2 separate regions of the Ovis aries genome follow, and region 2 is linked to region 1. A link is a contact called in public Hi-C data. All regions are on one chromosome and are shown on one strand. Each heading gives the region's core, a stretch centred on a gene start, on an enhancer-like site or on the middle of the called end of the contact. The rest is flanking DNA. Distances are from core to core; before and after follow the strand shown. Region 1 overlaps MAML2 (mastermind like transcriptional coactivator 2). Region 2 overlaps MAML2 (mastermind like transcriptional coactivator 2).

Region 1 (5,649 bases), core at 1,105-3,604:
AACATAAAGGCTTCTTGCTTTAGTAGAGAAACCGGCTCTGAAATGAGGACAAACATCTATTAGATGATCCTTCTGGGCAGATAAATGTGCACAGCTTTTCTTTCCAATATCTCCTAAATATTAATACAATCAACACAACTGATACAACAGCATTTTGGAAACAATGTTGATGATTACTGCAGTTGTTCCCAGCAGGGGGCAATTCGCCCCCCACCCCCCACCCCAGATATTTGACAACGCCAAACTTGCATCTAGTCCATCTAGTCCATCTAGTCCATCTAGTCGGTAGAGTTTAGAGATGGTGCTAAACATCTTACAATGCACAGGACAGCCCTCTCCGCCATCCCCCGCAACCCCCAACCCAAAGGAAATTATCCAGTCCAAACTCTCAGTTTGGTATCTCAGGGCTTCCCTCGTGGCTCAGCTGGTAAAGAACCCGCCTGCAATGTGGGAGACCTGGGTTTCATCCCTGGGTTGGGAAGATCCCCTGGAAAAGGGAAAGGCCATGCATTCCAGTATTGTGCCCTGGAGAATTCCATGGTCTGTGTAGTCACGGGGTCACAGAGTCAGACACAACTGAGTGACTTTCAGTTTCACTGACAACATACCAGGTATTGCCCCTTAACATTTCTTTCCTGAGTTGGTAGCCTTGGATCAGTCATTATCATGAGGGTCGATATCAGAGCAGAATCCAAACCCTTCATTTCCAGCTGGGATCCCATAACAACACAGGAACACAGATCCAGACCAATGAGCTCTTGGTTTGTTTGAGGCTAAGTGTGGAATTTTTTTGAAGTTCTAGTTTGGCTTTGTTCAGTCATGTTAGAAAGTACGTAAGTATCATGCTGGTTTAAACTAGTTCATCAGGCTTACTTATGGACATGTTTTGGTTCAGTTACAGTTTGACATTTGGGTCTGTTCAGTTCAAGGTGCAGCCCATTCTGTGATTCTGGATTTTGGCTATGGCCATTTGGTTTATGGCCTGCCCATATGAGTGTGACTGAGCACAGAGCTGTGGCTTAGCACCAGTGATGGCCACAGAAGCTTCTGTACTCTAGAGGAGTTAATTTGCTCTTGACTTTGTTTTGCAGGAGGACTCATTAATGCAAGCACCAAACCTAGAGTTTTTAGGATGCATGGACTCCCTACTTTTTGTCACTTGGTATAAGACTCTAAGACTTCACTAAGAAAACTGGCTTATTTAATATTATATTTACGAAAAAGTACAAAAGTCTCAAATGTTTCCAAGTTTTCCTGAAACTGTTTACTTGAATACACTGTGAAGAAAAAAGAAAGGAAAAAAAAGTTCTTAAAAATCTCCAGGGATTAAAAAAAAAAAAAAGAAAACCCATTTACTCTTATTTTGCAATGGCCCTGGTTGTGAAATCATCAGACTGAAAAATACTGCAGGCGTGTTGAGGGTGGCTTTTAGTGACAAGATTTCCTTAAGGCTGTAAACAAACCAAATTCATTAAGAGAAGAAACAGAAGTGGCAGATTTCATCATAAAATGGAGAACACATTTTCCAGCTGAATTATAGATACAGCACAAAACGCGGTTATTTCATTTTTTAAAAACCTCAGTTTCTGCAGGCTGAAACAGAACATTTCAATTGGCTCAGATCATGAAAGCCATCTGCACCTGCTCACAAAACAGCTTAAAGAAAAAAAAAAAGTCTGCACAAAGGATTTTAACTTACACAGACAGTAAGGAATAGCCTCTGGTCCACAGGCACCCATAAAAGGAGGAGCAGTATGAAGCAAAGGAGATCATAATTTTTTAAAAACTACCAATAAATAATCATCTAAGATCAGTTTACAGCGTTATTTCTGTTTTACCTGTGGCAGCTCCACTTGACTGTTCTGGTTGTATGTTAAAAAGTTGGGCGATTAAAATTCAATTATGAGGGTTTTTCTTTTATGTAGCCTAGGGTTGAATGAATTACTGGCAGGAAACTTTAGCTCATGAACTCAATCAAAAATCCTTTCATTTGTCAGAGCTGCTTCCTGCCCCTCTCCTTTAAACATCTGCTTCTCCAGTTCAGGGACAAAACCAACTCTCTCTGTCCCTCCTTCCCTCCCTCTTTGTTAAAATAATAAGCAATCACCAAAAGTTCCCTTGCAAAAGTTACAGATTTTCTCTTAAACACACGCTTGATCCCAGTAGAGTTTATTTAATATATCTTTAATAGCTTCCTTGTATTCCTCGCTTCCTTTCCGCTTTTAAATGCTGGAAAATCTCAAGCTGACAAAAGAAGACATTTTTAAAATGCGAACCTTCGCAGGGCTAAGCCCGGTCGGTCTCCAGGCCAATTAGCTGGGAGCAAGGCGACTCGGCGGGGGAGGGGGCCGGCTGTCGGGAATCGCCTGCACTCCTTAAATGGCTGGCACTTCCTGCCAGAAAAGGCCAGCTCTGCACAAACAGAAATAGGGTGGAAAGAAAACAGGAGGCGTTGCTCAAGTTCCAAACAAGCTGCGCGTGTGTAAGCGCGCGCCGGGAGGCAGCCCAGCCGCGGCACGCGGGCCTCGCCGGAGCTTCGGCCGAGGAGCCCACCGCCCGTTGGCATTAGCCTGGGGCTGGGGGGCGCCCAGGCCGCCGCCAAGGGGTGCCCGGCCGTGCAAGTCAGGGGGAAAGCAGACAGTGCCCTTTGAACAGCCAGCCTGCGCTGAGCGCGACCTAACCCCTCCGGTCGCCTGCGCGCCCTCCTTCTGCGCAGGCTTCTCTTTGGGAAACGAAGTGCGGGCAGACCTCAGTGACTTACTCTTTTGCCTAAAAAAATCAGGCTGGTTCTTCCTCTAGAGAAGGCTAGGTGAAAGTTTGTATAATCTGGGGGCTATGCTGCTTAATGATCGCAACCCCATTAAAGATCTTTTATTAATAAAATGTTATCACCCTTTTTGGGAATCTCAGTGTCACCCTAGAGGGAAAGACCTATTTTAAGAATGCTTACCTAGAATTTGTAAACGTTTTAAACTGCACGAAATGATGTTGCTTTAATAAGGCTGCTGCTGCTGCTGCTGCTAAGTCGCTTAAGTCGTGGCTGACTCTGTGCGACCCCATAGACGACAGCCCACCAGGTTCCCCTGTCCTTGGGATTCTCCAGGCAAGAACGGTACATAATACAACCAGCTGTTGTATCATAGTAAAGCTTTTGAATGTTTTCATATCTAAGCTATGCTTGTAATTCTAAATTTAGATAAAGAAGCTTCCGGTTCTTTTACCCTTCCCTGTTTTTATGGATGGAAGAATTTGAGCTATAGTGATTAGAAAATTACTGGTATCAAATCTGCTACAGTCAATACATTCATAATTCTTACATGTTGTAATAATTTACTCTTAAGTTAAAAAAATGGGTTATGTGGTTAAAGCCATGTATTCTTATGTTAATATGAGTAATAACAACAGCTAATATTTCTGAGCCCTCACCGTGTGCCAACTGTGATACAAAGTTCTTTACATGCATAATTTATTTTAATCTCCACAACCCTGTCTGGAACTATGATTATGCACATTTGAAGAAACAGAGGTTTATATCTTTAATTTGCTGTAGTCCAGAGAGTTAGTATGTAGCAAAGCTGTGACTTGTACCTATCCACCTGCACTCAAAGCAGCCACCCATCCATCCATCCAATATGAAATGTCTATTATCTGGAAGACACATTCAATCAAATAGATAAGACATACACAAATAATTTTTTTTAACTTATACATCTATTTTTAACAGTACAAGAAAAAAAAGGCAAAAGGTCAAAAAAAAAAAAAACCCGCTAACAAGAAATCCAATACTCCTTTGACATACAAACTCTAACACTCAAGGTATTTCTCAAAAGACCAATTTTTTTCCTTGAATTTTCCAAAGAATTTTCAAAAATAAATTCAGGGAACATTTGAGAATAGCAAGTTTCCAAAACAAAACGTGCATAGCTAGATTAGTTTGTCAGTTTTGCCATTTTCTTTTTCAGTGGAAAGTTCATTGGACAAATTACAATCTCACCCCAGACAGGATGTGAGAATGTGTTTGTAAATCACAATTTATGGCATATTAATGTCATGTGAAAGTTTTCCCAAATAACCCACATGAAATTTGGTTATTAAACTTGAAATAAACCTGTTTTCATACCTATAAGCTTCAAGTAGAAATTACCTATAAATGGATTTTTAGATTTCTTTTTAGTTAAATTCCTGAGTGTGGTGAGCAAAAGGTTACATCGTTTATAAAAACTTTTGCTTTGGGCTAAAGCCAATACATCTTTGTTTTGATATTTCATCTGAAATGCATCAAGTTGGTTGCTTTACTTCAATATGACCTTGCATGGGCTATAAAAGTGTGGTCCAATTCAACTATTTCTATATTCATGTCAATCACACTATCATGCTTAATTCTTTGCATGTCACATTCAACAAAAATGTGAGGGCTCATCACATCACCATGTACTAACTATCCTAAGCACTAAAGACGAAAGTACATAAAACACAGCCCTATACTGGAGAAAGTTCCTGAGAGACCCAGAAGTAAATTCATCTTAAGAACCGGATAAGTGGCCCACATGAAGCATAACCCAAGTGTGTGGGACTCATAAGAAAAACTGACTAATTCAGGGATGGCCCTCTCCTCGACAAAGCATCTGATTTATCCATTCAACAAATATTTATTGGATTTTGAGGGATAAGCAGATATTTACAGGTGGGGAAGGTCAAAGAAGCATCATATGCGAAATCGTGAAGTTCCGAAAGGGACTTCGAGTTCAGGGACACAGGGAAAATACGTACAAAATACAATGAGAGCACCAGGGCTCAAGCGATCCATCCTGTCCGGGTGTCAAGGAAGGCATCAAGACAGCAGAGGACTTATGAACTCCACTCCTGTGTCCACAAACTCCCCTTGTAAACCGCTAATTCCAAAAGTGGTCAAAGGTGCAGTACAGATTAAGCACTCAATCCCTTTAATATCAAACCAGTGAGAAAATTCGTGAGGCATTTCAGTAAGAGTCCGAATGCAGTCCAGTGGACCTAACTTATTTGCTGAGAAACAGTGAAGCACTCCCACATGCACAGTAGAGAAAGTTTGGACCATACTCCCTTCAGCATCACACCCAGGAATGGAGCTACTCAAGATGGCTGAGAGATGGGGGTTCAAGGGGGGTAAGCCTGCTCTGAGGACACCATGGAGGAAGGACATGCACCCAGTTTATCTATTAAGAATGGAACCACCTCCCTCAGACCAGCAATTCTCAGACTCCTCACCCTGTCTCAGTTCTGAATTCCAAGGAAAACAAGGACATGATTCATACCCCCAGTTGCTTTTCTTTTCATGTGTAGCATGATCAAAAGAATAATTATACAGAAAGAAATTCTGCAAAGACAAAAATTGCGTGTGATTTGCCTTACATAAGGACCTCAGTGTGCTGCTGGAAACCTCTGATTTGTTCTGTTGACTGGCAGCTTCAGGTTACAAGCAGAGAACAGAAAGCCCTCATTAACATCTTCCTGGGCTCCAACAAACACAGAGTCAGCTCAACACACCACTGTGTCCTGACAAGTATATATCAGATTCAGACTGTGCAAAAAGAATTAACCTCAGTAAACAGTCTGTTGACTTCTAAGTAAAGAGAGAGATGGGTCACCCACAGCTCAGCGAAGCGACCCTGG
Region 2 (5,649 bases), core at 2,124-4,623, 57 kb before region 1:
AGCTCCTTACCTTCTACCAGAGGAGCAGGATTTTTTTTTTTTTTTCATTATACCAGTTAATGGTGGTGCAACAATAGGAAACTTTCCGGAAGCCCTTTCTTCTTAAACATCCTTTCTAGAGCCTCTGTATTTAGCATATCTGCTTATATTTTCCAAGGTCATGAGCTTTGCATTTCTTTTATTAACTGACGTTATTTTTTAGAGCTGTTTTAGGTTTACCGTAAAACTGCACAGAAACGACACAGTTCCACATACTCCTCCCCTGACTTTGCATTTTTTTACATTATTATTTTTCTCTATTTCTATAACTTACTAAGCATGCTTTCCATAAATCCCTGTTGTACCTTTCACTGTCATTTTATTTAAAATACCCAGTATTTTGCTGGAGCTGGGTGAGGATTCAGAAAGAAATCAGTAAGTTTGCTGTTCAGACAGACTGTGGGAAAGCTACCTGGACTATAAGGAGGTCAAAAGCTTGCATTTGCTTCTGCGAAGCAGGGAGAACCTTTGGTGGACTATGTTCCCAGGGTAGCACTTCATCTCCTGTCACCAGACCAGGGCAAGCAACACCCCAGGAGCAACGTTAGAGAAATATGCATGAGTAACGGTAAAGGAGAAGATCTCAACACTTTATAATGTGGTGTCTGTGTTAAACCTTGAATTCCAAACGGAGTACATGGGACCCTGGATACAGTCATGACTTTTATATCTGTCCAACATTTCTAGGATTTTTAAACATTAAAAAAAAAAGTACTTCTAGGATTTACCCTTTTTCCCCTTCAGAAGAACTGTCAAGGGAAGATGTGGAGACACAGAGTCCATTCTATCTTTTATTGGTCCAACTGGCACCCAAATTCACTAAATAAAGGCTTTGTACACTTTGATTTTAAAAGTCCCTTTGATGTAGGAGTGAGGAATGGTCCACAGAGCTACAGACTGCAGTGACAAGGTCAAGTAAAGTCTGCGATGCTCCCTCGTGTAGTCTATCAGCCTCCGTTACACATGATTTTCGAAAACAATCAGGCCTTGGGAGGACCTGGCCTTCTAGAAAAGGAGCCAGCGAAGTGTTGAAACCAGGGCGCTTTCTCTTGGTTGAACAGCTGCGGGCTGACCAGGTGTCTGGCTGCAGGTTTCTCCCTTTTTATAGCCTGTTTCCAATATGTTGTCACAGGTGCTCATGTAAGAAGGTGGTGCCTTGCAGTGAGGTTTGGCCATGTCTGTGGGGGCTGAGTACTGGGTCTTCCACAGAAAAACTGCTGTCCAGGAAATTACCCACGACCGGGGGAATGTTCACACCAATTCCTCAGCCCTGTTCACTCTGGTCCTGCTACTGCTTTGGGGTCTAGATCATAGTGTGGGCGGTTGACTAGCAGCCCTGGCATGGCCGGAGCTGGCCGGAGACTCAGAAACCCAGGCTCTCCCCCAGACCTAGCCGATCAGAATGTGCATTTCTACGAGACTTGAGATCCATGTGCACAGGACATGGAGAAGCCCAGATGCAGAGAACTCAAAATTCCTCCCTTCTGGTAGATGGCATAGTGTACTTTCTTACTTTAATAAGCAGGATCAGATACTTGCACGCTAGAGGAAATCATACAGCAATAGAGTATAATGAAGTTTTGCTTCTAAATGCATTATATATTAGCTTTTACAAATTGCCTATCAAAACACAGGAGAAACAGAGTACTTTTTGAGTCCCTGGAAAGAAGAGATGCACACAACTGTATTAAAAGAGTGGTATGGGGATGGCAGGAGGGGCTAATAGAATAATTATTCTGCAAATGTTAGCTACCATGGTGAGTAACTCACACGCATCATCCCATTTTCACAACTCCACTCGGTACAAACTGTTACCATCCCCATCTTAAAGACAAAAATGGATGCAGAGAGCTTGAAATAACTTCCCAAGGTGACATGGATGGTGAGTGTCAGACTCTCAAATGGAACCCAGTGGGTTCTGGCCTCAGAGTCCTACCCCTAACAACTACAGTTCACAGAGCCTCACAGGGAGAGAGACTTTTCACAAAGCTTTCCATAAGCACAAAATATCACAAGCAGGATGTGACTTGATAAATGCAACTGGATTTAAAGAAACAGGTTTCAGTGGCTTTTGAATCACAGCTCAAACAAACAAATAAAACCAATGTGATTTAAGAACCTTTGCCCACACTCCCACCACCCCAGACCCCCGCCACTTAGCTATTATCTACGCCTCTGTCTTTCCTGGGGCCCAGCTATGTTCCTTTAACTTAATTCCTAACTGCCACGGTATCCAGGGACCCTCTGAAGGGCTTTTCTCATCTCTGTGACTCAAGCTGCCCCTGAGCACCCCTTTCATTGCCTTCTCCACACCTTTCTTACAAGCTAAGTGTGATAGAGAAACAAGATATATGAAGTGTACACATAGTATATCTAAAAGAAATACTTTTATTTGACTTATTATTGCTCAAATATAGATTCTAGGTTCCTATGTTTCTTTTTTCCCTCAGAACTTCACCCATTAGCTATGGCAAAAGACACGTATTTGGAATTTCCTTGATATCCATTGAACCAGTGAAGTTGCTCAGTCGGGTCTGACTCTTTGCGATCCCATGGACTTTAGCCTACCAGGCTCCTTCATTAGGTGCCCTAGAAATATCTGTATTTTAAATGAATGAATGAATAAGTGAAAGAATAAGGGTATTAATTTAGCTTCCCTTAAGAAATCACAGCCAATTCTATTCTAGGCTGCCTTGGAAGTAAATGCTTGAACTTCCAGTGTCACTTACATATCTTAAATGTCAGAGTCACGGCCAGGAATGGCCCACTTATTACTGTCCTCCATCCTGCTCCTTTCTCACACTGATCTGTGGGCTGAGCCCCTGAGGAGGTTTTGCTCCTGACTCCTGCACTGTGCATACAGATGAATTTGGCTGGCATCTGGCCTGGCACTCAGGCGGCCGAGGTATCCTTGGCCTCTGGTTAAATGGAGTTGTCCCTCAGATGTTTCTGACTTGGCAATGAAGTCTTAGCAACCGGAGTCATCACCACAGCACCCTACTATTTAATCTTTGGTGGAAAGTGATGAACACAGACCTCACTTGTATGAGAATTCTTAGGTTTAGTGAAAGCCACGTGAGAAGCTGCCAAGTCTGTGCTTAGACACAAGCACATGTTTGAAAGCTTTTCTTTTTCTCAAACTTTCTCGAGTTGGGAGCTTATAAACACAGATACGAGAATCCGATTTTAGCAGTTCCTATTACCTTCCTAATTCAGTTTTTAAAATGTACTTTTTTTTTGCACAGAAATTAGAAACCAAACAAATCCCCCGCCCCCTGGCCACTTCCTTTCTTGAATAATCTAGAGACTTGGGCAATCTTTCCCTTCCCTGGGGATGTGACTGTAGAGTATTATTTTATTGACTCATAATGAAGAACTTCTGATGGGAAAATCAGTCAAGAGGGGAAAATGGCTTGGGGTGGGGGGTCCGGCAAGCAAAGAGAGAGCAGATACTCTTACCGTGGCAAGTGCAAGAAACGGGCACGAGACTCCCGCGTAGAGGAAAACACCCTAGAAAACACTGAGTTCTCTACGTGAACTCTATGCCCTGTTTGAGGAAGTCAGTTTTCTTCTCCATAAGGTGTAACGAAAATGTGAGCGGTAGTTCGAGCCGCTCTAAGATTCGAGGAGTTCACGCGCTAGTAAAATGCGTGTAGGCGGGGCCTGACAATGGAAATTTGGTGGTGAACACACAGTGTGGGCAGAGGGAAACAAGCACCTGTGAAACATCCCCGAAAGGAAGTGCCACAGGAAAAAGTTATGAGGCAGCATTCTACAGAGCCAGCCAGAGCCGCAGCAGAAGTGCTGTGCCCTAGTTCACGATAAAAAAAAAAGAATCCAACAAACAAACAAGCAGAAGATTGCAAATGTCCAACGAGCCACTGATGAGAAACCATTCCTGTTTGAACTGGACTAACATTCCTGGAATTCAGTCACATCGTATTAGCCAAGAGAAGATTCCAGTTCAAGTGCTAGGGACTGGATTTTTTTTTCTACATCTGGTTCCACTCATAGAAACGACCACCTCTGCACCCATTGCTCTCCTGACACATCTAGTTTAATAAAAGAGGTGATTTCCCTATTGGTGCCCTGAGGTATGATTTGATGAGAGTTTGGTAATGCATGTAAATGGATTTCCATTATACAATTAAAGCCAATAGGGCCTAATTTAGACTTCTTACTGAAATAGATTTTGTTTTTAAAGTAGTGGACATTTTGCATAGTACAAGTTTTGTGCTTATTCATTTCCTACCTTTATGTCATCTTATTATATATGTGCTCAGTCATGTCCCACTCTTTGCGCCCCCCATGGACTGTGGCCCATCTGCCAAGCTCCTCTTTCCACTGAATTTTCTAGACAAGACTACTGGAGTGGGGTGCCACCTCCTTCTCCAGTATTTTCATATATTATCTGTATATTTTAGCTTTCTGTTTTTTATCACCAAGAGTAACTCTTAGGGGAACACGAGCTTATAAAATCATTTTTAAATGGATGGTTTAGATTCTCCATTTGAAATATCTCAAACAGTCTTTAACACTGTTGTGGGCTAGACTAGAAAGAAAACAGTCTCCTACCACTATGACTAATTTCAGGTAACTGAAAAATCTATGGCCTTGAAATCATGGTAAAACTGGTTAATTCTGACAGCAAATCTGTTTGACTCCTGACAGATTTGCTAATTCATGTCATGTTTCATCATATCCATTCTGTAGATACACAGTGTAACTATTAGAACTCCAAATTGACTTACTACCTTGTTGGTTGCAGATCCGATTACAGGTGTCTTTGCTGCATTACCCAGAAACATTTGTAAGAAGTAAAACCTTCATTCAGAAGTGAATACATCACAAGAAGAAATAGCTTTAAAAGATGGAACTAAGATATTTATATTTTCATTCAGATGGCTTAATCTATTATAATTACAAAATATTAAAGATGACTAAAGAATTTTTCTTCTAAAGTTCAGGGCCAAAGCATACTAGGAATTTATGTAGCTGAGGTTAATGATGCATGTTACTAGATGACATAAAACAGAAAAAAAATCCTAATTCCTATTTTTTGTAAATCCCCCCTCCTTTAGGAAATGATTTCATACCGAAAAATTTGTTAAGAGGAAATAAAAAAGCCACATAGATGAAGCAATTTTAATACATCATTGAATTTTTTACTTTCAATGGTGAACCTAGAGCCTGTGATATCCTTATAAGATGCAGACAAATTAGGTGAGGGAAGGAGCTGGGGAATACTGATGGGTAGCAGACAGGTGCCAGGCACTTGTCCATAATTCACATCCACTGCCTCATTCAGTCTGCTCCCAAGACCTAGGAAGAAAGTATTATTATAGATGAGCAGTCTGTTGATAAGAAATTTTAATGAACTTGTTCAAGGCCACACAATTAGTGAGGGCAAAGGTTGGATTTTGAAATCCACTTCTATTTGACCATAGAACCCATGATCCTACCGGCCACCTCTTTTAGAGGGATTTGTAATGAATTAAACATCCATACACAGAGCTGATTTACTGAAGGATGACAGCCCATAAGGCCCTTACAGCACTCCGTAGAACTTTGACCTCTTCTCCGTCTTGTTTAATAATCTGTGTTGGTGAG

What was found. Hi-C and Micro-C count contacts between places; a contact is called where the count stands out from the background.
Region 2: a Hi-C map of tail adipose tissue shows a contact between it and region 1, with 1.7 times the contacts expected there. The contact joins two enhancer-like sites. A contact is called at or near these places in 3 of 16 Hi-C or Micro-C datasets (blood and tail adipose tissue).

What each region holds. Positions count from the first base shown.
Region 1 is chr15:13,617,251-13,622,899 of ARS-UI_Ramb_v3.0, reverse strand. The region is part of intron 1 of MAML2 (mastermind like transcriptional coactivator 2); the gene reads right to left. Among named protein-coding and RNA genes, the nearest start is that of MAML2, 110 kb to the right of the region's middle. Within about 2 kb of position 2,354, at least 49 of the 54 cell types and tissues checked have an H3K27ac peak or open chromatin away from gene starts, as enhancers often do. A contact at or near this core is called in tail adipose tissue, where this site is marked.
Region 2 is chr15:13,674,820-13,680,468 of ARS-UI_Ramb_v3.0, reverse strand. The region is part of intron 1 of MAML2 (mastermind like transcriptional coactivator 2); the gene reads right to left. Among named protein-coding and RNA genes, the nearest start is that of MAML2, 170 kb to the right of the region's middle. Within about 2 kb of position 3,373, at least 10 of the 54 cell types and tissues checked have an H3K27ac peak or open chromatin away from gene starts, as enhancers often do. A contact at or near this core is called in tail adipose tissue, where this site is marked.